Regions from separate parts of the Arachis hypogaea genome. Here region 1 is linked to region 2. The links are chromatin contacts, called in public Hi-C maps. All regions are on one chromosome and are shown on one strand. Each heading gives the region's core, a stretch centred on a gene start, on an enhancer-like site or on the middle of the called end of the contact. The rest is flanking DNA. Distances are from core to core; before and after follow the strand shown.

Region 1 (6,367 bases), core at 3,677-6,176, 57 kb before region 2:
GGATATGGCCCTAATGTATTGACATAAGCTAGCATTTTGTGCTTGGGCCACAGTTCTTGTAATGAATGGAGCTCTTTCTTGAAAATTACGTCGAGACCTTCCTCGACCATTGCCCCTTCTACCTGCTCCTTGTCTGGACCTACCTCTTTTCTGGGCTCCAGCCTAATTTCCAAAATCTTCTATAGAAACATTGAAATTGTAATTTCTAAAGTAGTTTGGGATATTATTCTGTACTTATTTGTTATTTGACGGAGGAACTCTAGTTCGACTTGACACCCCTGTGGTTTCTGGTCAACTGTCACCACCGTGCGCATGTGTTGTTTGATAGAAGCTACAGGCTCTCGACCTTTAATCCCTTGCATCAGTCGAGCTTGTCTTAATTCTTCCTGATGAACACACCCTCTACTCTTTTGAGTCGAAAGCCTTAGTAGTTGAAATGTCAAACAAGACATTACATCAAGGGCATATTGCTACATTTCCTTCCTGCTCCTTTTGTCTCAACAAGAAATCTAATATATCTTCTCCTACCTTTGGATAAATAGACCTTTCTGCCTCAAACATGTCTAGCTCGAATTACTCATTTTCTTTACAGGCTCGACACAAGCCATGTTGACTATAAATGTCATTTCTTCTATTTCAACGATGTCACTTGGAAGAAATCGAAATCCATTTTCATTTCAGGCTTATCAACAAACTTTAATCGACCTTCATCAATAGCCTTTTGTATCAAGTCCCTAAAACGAACACAACTTTTAGTATAATGTCCTGAAGTTTGATGAATTTTGCAAATTTTTTATTTCTAATTTTAGAAATAGATGGCATTCTTTTTCCCTCAGGGAGTACAAGTTGCTTATCTTTAAACAACATATCGAAAATCTGTTCAGCTTTTATTAGGTCGCAAGAATAATTCTTTCCTCCTGACAAATGAGTCTTATCTTTTGCCGGAGTAAGAGATCAACATATATACGGAGGCCCATATTTTAATTATGCAGCAAAAACAGATTCACTATTCGACTCTTCCTCACTCATGCAGTCAATGTAGTTCACCTTTTTATTGAAAAATAGTTTTCTTTTATTCGACTCTAGCTCTTCTTTTTCTTTATTTAACTTCTCAATTTGTTGGACTTTATCAGCCAACTGAGCTAGGTCTAAAAATTATTGATTTACTAATTTCTTTCGAATATTGAAATCCATATTAACTATTTTAGGCTCAATAATAAGAGTGAAATATTTATTTCTCATATTCTTAAATCGGATAAGGTAGTCATCGATCAACTCAGTTTTTTTCTCTCGTTACTGTGAATAAATTAGACAAAGTCACCTTTATTTCACTCCTAAATAAATTGATCATGAATACTTCGTTCTAATTGAATTCAACTATGGATCGAATTAGGTTACAAATTTGAAAACCAAGTAAAAGCGTTCTTTGTTAATGAAGAGAGAAAATATCTCATTTTCAATTATTCATTATTAGCTAACTCGCCTATTTTGACTGAATACCAAGCAATGTGCTCTATATTCAATTTTCCATTTTCCCAGCAAATTTTGTAAGGAATTTAGGAGTTTTGACTCCCCTGGAGAGTTCAACCTGTAAGACATAATCTAGAAAGGGAGATATAAATTAAAGTTAATTTGTCACCATTATATTTAACCCTGCTCTGTTTAGGATTTATTCGACAGCTTGAGTTATATTTTGGCCATAAATATGAACAACATTATTTGCTCTAACTTCATTTAATACTTTATTTGCGTCACTGAGACTAAAAATTTTAAGAGTTTAAATGATAATTTAGTGTTATTCATTAAAATTTCTAAACTTTCTGAGTTCTTCCTATTTATAGATTACAAGAATAAACTTACTTCTGAATAAACTTGACCATAACCTAATTTGCTCCCTTTTCTTAGGGCACAACCTTGCCTTGACCCTAAAACATTTTCATCGAGATATCCCACGTTCCATCTTGCCTTGCTTTTCAAATTTTACGTTCTTGTATTGCATCCATATTTACCACGTGATGCATTCTTGGTTTCGACCTTGTTCATTGATTTTCCTCAAGTCATTAAACCTTTGACCTTGATCACCATTTTATTCTTGTTATAATCAAAAGAAATTTTTTCTATGGCCATCTGTGCCATGTTTCGACTTCCTATACACCACACAATCGAATGTCTTCATGAGTCGAAATTTGTGCTAACAAAGAATAATGTGACTTACATTATAATATAATCGCGGACTCAGATATAACATCAGTTGATATATATGTACATAGATCTATGTATTTTAGTAGCTAGTTTGTCTTAACAAGACATTAAAACAGGAGCAAAGTGCCACTTTTTTTAAAAGCACATTTCATTAATAAGAATCGCAGGTTCAAAGTACTAGATACATATATGAATGATAAGTATCATAACTTCACAAGTTAGATTCTCGATTTTAACCAATAAAAATTACACCGTTAAAAGAATTTTAGAAATTATAGGGCTATACAATTTTACACGAGATATTTTTTAAGGGTCACATCCTTTAAAAAAATAATTTTACTGGACCTGTACCTACTTTATCCTTCACCACAGAGTAGCTGTGAGGCCTTTTAGTAGGCCCAATAGATGCAGATCAGCTTGAGAGTACGGCCCACAAGTAGATTGAATTCTGGAACCTGGACCCACCATAAAAATAAAAAGTAACAGTTTACCAAAACATTTTAAAAAAAAAGTAGGGAGGAAATTAGGAAACAAAATCTGTAGAAATTTGAATCACATTTAACTAAATCAAATATATCAGGAGCATTTTAAAGGAAGAAAGCTTCTTGATCCTAGGTTCAAATCTCGTTAACAGAAATGATAAATAATATATATTAAAAAAACATTTTGATTAATTAGTTCAATTCACTGTAGAAATAAAGTTTTGAATCACTTTCTTAATAGCTATATGTTATGTTAAACATCACTTAGAAAATAAGTACCAAATTACATGCACTAGCTGATAGTTTGTCATTTAATTCATGGTGCACTATGCTCTGCGTTAATTGGTAGTAGAAAACACGTGAAATTAGTCGAAGACTTTCAGTCGCAACTTATATTACCAAAACTTTAAATAAATACTCGAAACAAAATTATTACTTGTACATTAATTTAGGATAATCGGCCGCCGTTTTAGTTTGATTGATTGAACAAAAATAAAAATTGAAATCCAATTGCACCCCCCAATAGGATTCACCGATTCAGTATCCATTTGCAACTGAGTTATGATTAATTGATTGAGAGTCTCTGTCTTGGAAGCCATCACCATGTGGAATTTGATGCCTGGAAAAATGGGGTTCCAATCTATGCACAATTAATAATATATATTTTCAGATATTGATGGCTAACATTTAAAAACAAAGTTTTATTCTACAACTACAATACAAGTGGGGTGAAATAATATTTAAGAATCTAACTAATGACGCCGCTCTTGAATTTTCTGGCGTACTTAGCATACTACTTTGGACTTCTGATCATGGTCAAATGCGTCACAACGAAACACGCGCCCACTGTCAATGGGATTTTAAACGTTTGGGGAACAAAAGACATGCCTGGATTATTAAAATTAAATTCAATATAATTTTAATTAACTTGTTTTTGTATAAATATATTACCAATAAACTAAAGCACAGAAACTCAAAATAAGAATTACATTATTTATACATTTTTTTATATTAATTCATATCAAACAAACACAAAATATTAGATATTAAATTATTTATTTATATAAAATATAAAATATAAATATGAATATACATAAATATATGATAATTAATTTAATAATTATTTTTATATACATATAGTATTTTTATTTTACATTATTTATTTATTTGTTTGTACTGGTTAAATTTTTTTTCAGATTTTTTTCTCTTCAAATGGAAATGCATAGAGCCCAAGGAGGCATGGGACCAATTTTATTCCTTTAATATGAAAATCTATATCTAAATTCAAATATGTGCCAAACAAAATTCAAATTCAAAGCAATGACATTCGCCCTATAATGACATATTATATAATTTTTTATCTAAAACTGAATAAAAATAAAAAAAGGGTCTAATAGAAAGCTGGTTTGTTTGAAATTGAACAAGCATCTGTACTGTACACATGAACCGATGAACCTAAGAAAGAATATGTTTTGTAATGGGCATCCGATGCTAAACATGACCAAATCGGTAATCTTCTACACGTTTCTGGTTCAAGTTCAACAACCCTCAACACATAGGAAATCAAAAAGGAAAATGAGTGATCTAAAAATCAAAACAAAAATGATAAATTTTGACAAGGTAAATTCATGAATTAAAAACTGGCTTCGTTGTAAAGGTAGAAATGCGCATCTTTAGCTCACACATTTTAAAAATTCACAAAAGAAAATAGACTCTTGTAAACAAATGTTCTAATGGCATTAATTAAATATATTACTGCAAAAGAAATTTTTTTATAGATATTTTTTAGTTAATATATATTGTCACTTATTATTTTTTTTATAAGAAATAAAAAATTTAATTTTTTATTACATTTGTTATATATTTATTAAAATAAAAATTTAAAAATTTTTCTAATAGTAATTTTAAAGGTAAATGCATATTTAAACCAAATGGAAAATTCCTGTAATATTTTTCATTTTGGATGAATGGTGTAATTTTTGCTTCTATTTGATTTAAATATGTATTTTATCCTAATTTTAATATATTATATTTTAAATTTTTTATAAATTCAATATATTAAAGAAAATAATTTCTTTTATTTAATATCTTATTTAGTGGCTTTAAAACTCCCTCTAACCTAATTCCAAGGAAATAAACCAATCAAGACAAAAGTTATCAACCAAAATAATTAGGGTAAATAATTAAGTATTTTTGTTGGCCTTGTTAAAATTGCGTGTCTTTCAGCTCGCACAATCTCAAGGGAAAAGAATCACACACACACAATTTGAGATGAAAATCATGATTGAACTAAATTAAATTAAGAAAACAACAATAAAATCTAGAACCCTAAGGACCCGAATCCGGATCCGAAATTTCCGAATTTCACCAACCCTACGCTACCCTTATTTAAGGAAGCTCACCCACGTTTTCTAATGCACCCTTGAAAAGTTGAACAAAGTTTCAATCTTTTTTTCTCTCCGACACACTGGGTCCTTTACCTCTTGTGCGTTCTTTTCTCATCTCCCAAAGCTCAAATCGGTTGTGAATGGTAGAAACCCTAAGCAACAGCGATTACATGCGCCCCCTTCTTCCTTCAAGGGCGAGCGCAATCCTCCCCGTTTCGTCTGCATCTGCATTCGCATTCGGCTCTTGCAAGGAAGGCTGGTACTACCGCTGCATCGGCCTCGACCCCTGAATTCTTCTCACGCCGATTTAACAAACCCTAATTTCCCCCTTTTCTTTTGCGACGGGAATCCACATTCTTTGGTTCTTTTTCTTCACCCGATCGGTGATCGCTACAGATCCGGGCTAAGGGATTCGTCTCCGATCGGTGAATTCTTTTAATTGTCTGCGTGTGTTGTTTTCGTTTTTTTCTTTCGACTGATTTCAATAAAAAAAGAAGAGGAATTTGAGAGAAAGAGAAAAGAAAAGATGTTGCTGAGCAAGCAGAAGAAGAACAACCAGAACGCGAACGTGAGGAGGCTTCTGATAAGCATCAACGTGCTTGGGAGCGCGGGTCCGATTCGGTTTGTCGTGAATGAGGGAGACCTTGTTGCGGCGGTCATCGACACCGCCCTTAAGTCCTACGCCCGCGAGGGGAGGCTCCCTGTTCTTGGCACCGACACCGCCGGATTTGCCCTCTACTGCCCCCTTGTTGGATCTGATGGTACTTCCTCCAAATTCTGAAACTTTTTTGTTTCCTGCATTCATGTTCTGTTCAGCATTGCTGTAATTGTATTCCTGCGTTGAGTTTGTGAATCTCTGTTGACGTTGTAGCTTCTAGTTTTATCAAGTTGACATTTTTTACATTTGTTTTAATGGAAATTTTGGAACCCTATTTTGGCATCTTTTGTTTGTCGTCATTAACATGTTTTAAGCATTCTTCTTTTGAAAACCTGATTCTTCCCTTTGTTTTTGTCTTAATTGGTTAAGGGCTTGGCTAACGAGTCACGTATTAAGGTTAGCCAAAAGAGAAATTTTCAAATTTTGTACCCAATGAAAGCATTGAAGCTCAATTTCATTTTAAAAAAAAAAAGCTACATTGGCAAGCTTAGAATGAAATTGTTTTAACAAAACAATTGCTTGAAATTGAGATGGTTCTGAATTATGAATTGGTATTAATGTTTGTGCAGCCCTGAGTCCTTGGGAGACAATTGGATCACACGGAGCAAGGAACTTCATGCTATGCAGGAAGCCGGAAA
Region 2 (5,809 bases), core at 1,345-3,844:
AAACAGCTTCTCATCCTCTACGAGAAAACCACCCCTATATTTGTGGATTTTATCCAAAAGCCATTTTAGGGCAACACCTAAAGTCTTTCCAAATATAAATTTATAAGCCTTAGCTAGCTATCATATAGAGGTGTTCCCGAAACATCTTAGATTATACATACTTTTATGTGCCATGTATTTTACGGATCATTATTATTCACCTTTTGACAAACCTCCACGAAATTAAAAGCTAACACCTATATATATACTCCAATTGCGATTTTCTTTTTCAAAAAAGCATTTTAACTTTTAATGCAAGGTCGTTGTTAGTCGGGCAATCATTCTTGCCGGCCTGCTCCATATACCTTTCAATCTGAAAGATATTTGTCATATTAATTATAATTGATGACTTGATGATGGTTTTTAAAAAATAAACCAAAGTTCACTTTGTATTAATTAATTTATCATAAACTTTTAGAAATCAATAATTTTTAATAATTTTAATTAATATTTAATCAGTATAAATATTAAATTATTTTTAATAAATAAATTTATATAAATTATATAATTTTTATATATAAATTTTTATAAATATAAGTTATTATTAGTCAATATTAATTTAAAATAATAATATTTATTAGTCACGTAGGATACATGTTAATTTATATAAATAAGGAGTGTATTATGTTCACATGTATAGTGGTCTGAATTATTGACTTCCGTGACACGCATATATACACAAGGAAATAAATTTTTGCGGTTGATTTTTGGAAGTTAGAACACATATATACACAAGCTAATATAAGGAAATTAAAATTGAAAATAAATAAAATAAAAATCATGGAGAGAGTGTAACACATTGGAGCATGATGTTGAGAGACACATAATTGTACCTTAGAAAGATTCGTTTCATTTTCCATTGGGGAGGTGTAAGTTCTTTGGATGCATGAATATAAAGGGAAGTGAAGAGAATAGCATAGATTATTGACATGTATATATGTATTGGAATTTGGGGCCACATAAAGGAAGATAGTGAGAGGCATAATAAGACCCTGCCATGTGCAAGTGTGGTCCATGCACGAAGCTATTAATCTGAAATCTAGCTAGCATGGTTTCCCCACCTTATAGCTCGTCATCACCATTCGCCAAAATTGCAATCTCAGCTCCAAGAAAGTGAAAATGCAATTGCACCTTAGAGGGTTTATTTCTGGGGTCCCAGCTTAGTAGGATTTGATGGATGCACATAATAAACATAGCTTGCTTTTCTCAGGGGAATGCATGCCTCTTTAGTTTTCAACTTTTCATTGCTTTGCTTCATTAGCAATTTTATCTGCACATATGCATGTGATTTTTTACAATCACTATGGCCCTCCTACTCTGCAAATAAAAGTAAAAATTTCACTTTTCATTTTTTTTTTGGTTATGATGTCTGTTTTGAGCCTTTAAGCTAACTCACGTGACTTGAATCTTATGTTTTTATTGAAGAAATTAAATATTTTTAGATTGAGAGCTAAAATTTGATACTAGCCGTCCATGTTCAATTTTAAAAACAATAAGAGAGAAAAGAAATGAGTTCACTCAAGACTTTGGTTAAATTAATAGGATGAATTTTGTCTACTAATGTATAAAAAAGATATGTATCTAAATGTCTTGTAGTGTTTTTTTGGATATATTTTTTTATTTTATTTTTAACGAAGAATGCTTAATTGAATGTCTATGTAAATGTTCGCTTAATAAATAATAATAATACAGTATATATAATACAGTACCTGACTTTGATTGTACATGTTTGAATTTATTTCAAAATTGCAATTTGTGTGTCGGATTGGTGATTAAGAACTTTAGTTATCGATGCATTATTCTTTTTAGTAAGCTCTACTACTATAGTGACACCTTACTATATATATGCTTAATAGGCTTGTAAGTACACATATTTGTTTAAAATAAAGAATAAGATTTCGATGTACATGACATACTTTCACCATTGAATATACAACATGAAATTTGGATCTATGCATATAATCATTGTTATTCTATTTTTATACTTTTATTTATTTATTTTGGTAAAAAAGCTTTTTTTTCTTTTGGCACATATGCATTTGATTGTGTTTTTCTTTTAGGTATCAGTCATAGTATTGGAATTCTTTTTTATATTACAACACTCAGTGACACTACACATTTATGTACGAAATTCATATCCACAGCTGAATTCAACCACTCTAAAACATGGGTGTAGTCATTTTAGAAGCACCAGATATGTCATTAGTAGTTTAATACAAACCTCTATCCACGGTTATAGTATTAGGTTATGCGTTGGATGTTTCAATCTAGCTACAAGAATAGATTTCTTAATTTTTGGTCAACAATTTTGGAACAAAAGTGATATGGGTATGGGCTTTGGAAGAAACAGGGACAAGTCCAAGATATCTTCTTATGATTAACTTGGCCCGACAATCATGCTATTTGTATGTGGTAATTATTTGTTGGGTCATTGGCCCCTTTATCTACCAAAAACGAATTTTTGTTTTTAATAATAAGAATTGAATATGAATTTTAAGCTTGTAGAGTAGCCCAAGCTAAAGGTTTATTATATAGCTCACGTCGAAAAAAATAAACAGGTTTATTATATAGCTCAATAGTGATTAGCTTATAAACGTGGCGTTCGGAGTTGATTAAATTAAATTATCGACCAAAAAAAAAAATTGAATAGAAGAGATCAACAATTGAACATAATTTACGGAATAAAGACATGGTTATTTTTGTAATTTTGATATAGCCAAGTGAAAAAGCAAAGTTTAGAGAACCGAACTAATTATTGAACTATTTTAGTTTGGGTTTAACTATGATTCAATTAAAATAATTGAATTATAATAAAATAATATCTAAAATTAAAAATAAATACATAAAATATAAATTTTAAAAAATATATAAATTATAAATACAAAACTAATTAAAATTTTATAATTACATATAAATAAAATATAAGGATTAGAAAAAACAAATATCAAGGTATATGTATGTATAAAGTTTATGATATTATATATTATATATTATAGAATAAAAAAATAATGATAAAAATAATTATTAGTCTAATTATATTTTAATTCCTAAATTCTTTTTATTTGAATAAAGTGTATTATATATTATTTAATTTAGATTAACTATATTATATTAATATATATTAAGATAAGTTTAATTTATTATATAAAAATTAACAAAAATCTAATAATATCAATAAGAAAAAAACCTTTGCTTATTGGGCTTCTAAAAGACCTAGCCCTAAACCACTTTAACCCTAATAGTTAATATATTATAAAACTCTTTACCAAAAAAAAATTAATATATTATAATATTATATTACCTACTATGTTAAATTGGTAATTTGGGTAAACAACTTAAATATTTTTTTTTTGGAAAAAAAGGTTAATGTATAAAGATTTTTATTAATAGCAGTTTATAACTAAATAACTTGTTATAACTAACTATTAAAATAATAACAAACTATATAAAACTAAAATCATATAAAAAAATAAAACTAAAACTAAAATTTCATATCACACATAATACTAAACATAAATTTAATAATAAAAATAGAGTGATAAAATAATAAGAAAAAACTAAAAAAAATAAATAAAGTAGGTGATTCAAATAAAATATTATTTTAAAATAATAGTATAAGATCAATACTTTTAGCAGATATAACATTGAGTAAAAATGACAGTAAAAAACTAAAAAATCAGTATTTTTAATAAATGAAACTTGCGTAAAAATAATGATAAAGGATTAGTATTTCCAACAAAAATTGAAAATATTTTTACAGAATAAAAAATAAAAATAAATTTTTTTATTTTTAAATAAAATTTTAAAAAAATAATAAAAGAACTCATCAAACCAAACAAATTATAAATTAATTTTTTAAATTAAATTTTTTCGTATTGTGGCTTTTCATAATTCATAATTAAATAATCACTAATCAGTACATCCTATGATCCTATGTTCCTATCCAAGTGGAGTGTTTCTTCTTCACTTTTTCCTTTTTTCTATTTTGGTCAAGCCTCGTTGGAGTGTGTTCTTCAGTTCTTTCTCCCTTAGCTTCTTGGGCTAGCCTTTCATAGTCTAGTAGTGACCGAAAAAAAGTGAGCAGAAGGAGCGGAGGACGACGACGTCGACCTCCAGGAGCGACTGCGCGAGGAAGAACCAGAGAAGATGGAAGTGGAACTACTTATGGCCTCTGGAGTTCTGCACTTCTGCCACTTTGATGTGATGATACTGATGAAAAATTGCAGCACCAACATAACGAAGTTATTGTGAATTTGGATCTGATTTTCCCCTCCGCATACCCAAAACGACGTAGCTTAGGCGGTATTCCAAAAACCGACCGGTTTTCGATCTGGTCCAACCGACCGATTTTCAACCGGTTTTCAAGTTTGTCATCGGTTTTCTTGGCATCCGGTTTTTTCAGTAATTCGATTCGATAACTGGTTTTCAGAACCTTGGTGAAAAGTGATGTTGGCAGCCCCCAGGTTTGAAGGGTCGGATCCATCATATTGAAAACGATAATAATAATTTTGTTATATTCAGCGTTCATTACTTGATACACAGTTTGTCGTTTTAGGTTATCTTGTCTCTCTTCTCTCTTCCCCTCCATTTTTATCTGGATCCACAAGCCAAAGGTATTCACTTCAATATCCATTCCCCTCTCTCTCAATTGTCTCCGTCTTGATTCATAAGCTCTCTTGTTTTTTCTTTCATTTTAATTTTGCTGTCCTAACATATTCATTCATGAAAGATTTAATATTTTACCTGCAAATTTCACGTTTCCCGATCTGGTCCACTGCTATCCATATCCATTTGTTGTTGATCTGGATTGATTTGTTTGCTCGTTTGATAATTGCATGCTATCTATTTGTTAAAATCACGCAACGAAACTCATCTAATTTGTGAATTATGACATTATCCATCGTCAATACAAGTATAATTGTGTTAATCGTCACTAATTTGCGCATGTATTTATTTGTATAATAAAATATTGTACCTTGTTGGGCATGTTAAGTTGGACTCAGTGAGACACTTCTTTGCTCTGTTGAGGATGATATATGTTGAAAAGTATTTCAAAATAAGTTTTATTGCTATTGAGTTCCTAATTCTGAACAAAATTACTATTATTCTTTTTGCAGCCATGGGAGAAATGAATTGGATTCAGCGCAAGATCTTCCTCTACAATGTTACTTTTGGGCTTTATATGTTGGATTGGTGGGAACGCTGTACTTTCAGTATCCTCTATTGCAATCTCTTCTACATGGCTTTTACCTCTTCTTTTTTCAACTGATCTAAAACTCAAATCTTTTCTAGATATTTATGTGCGGGAAGTGTGTGTCTTTTATGCCAAGGAAAGATAAATGAAACCATATTGGAGATACTTTACCATTTTGGATCATTTTAATTTAGATAAAAAAAATTTTCTTTCCAAAAGTTATTTCAGAACATTATTCGACAAACAGCGCAAAGTTGAGTGCCTTGAATTCATGTGCAATCTTGTCTGTTGTGGTACTGCTTGTATATGTTCCTAAACTTTTCTAGATATTTTGCTGATTGTATTAATGTGGTTCGTGATAAGATATATTACTGAGTTCTTCAGGAGGTGAGTGCAATCCATTTCCTCTCTTCTAATATGTGTTTTAATTATTGTAAATTTACCTAGCATTGCCAGATAGTCTTTTATTAAAAATTTAGCAAGTTAGTATCCATTTTTCACATGTCTTTCGCCAAATTCGCAAGTAAATGTGGATTCTTTGTAAAGCAACCCCTGAAGCCCTTTTAATATAAAGTT

The links. A called contact is a pair of places that touch in the nucleus more often than the background predicts.
Region 1: a Hi-C map of an unstated tissue shows a contact between it and region 2, with 5 times the contacts expected there. The contact joins the promoter of LOC112792522 here to the enhancer-like site in region 2. A contact is called at or near these places in 3 of 8 Hi-C or Micro-C datasets (leaf and an unstated tissue).

What each region holds. Positions count from the first base shown.
Region 1 is chr13:143,319,237-143,325,603 of arahy.Tifrunner.gnm2.J5K5, reverse strand. It overlaps LOC112792522, which reads left to right and starts at 4,926. Exons shown (of 2, transcript XM_025835790.3): 1 at 4,926-5,832; 2 at 6,299-6,367. The coding sequence starts at 5,598.
Region 2 is chr13:143,260,601-143,266,409 of arahy.Tifrunner.gnm2.J5K5, reverse strand. No RefSeq gene overlaps it. Among protein-coding and RNA genes, the nearest start is that of LOC112792518, 7.7 kb to the right of the region's middle. Within about 2 kb of position 2,594, at least 3 of the 3 cell types and tissues checked have open chromatin away from gene starts, as enhancers often do.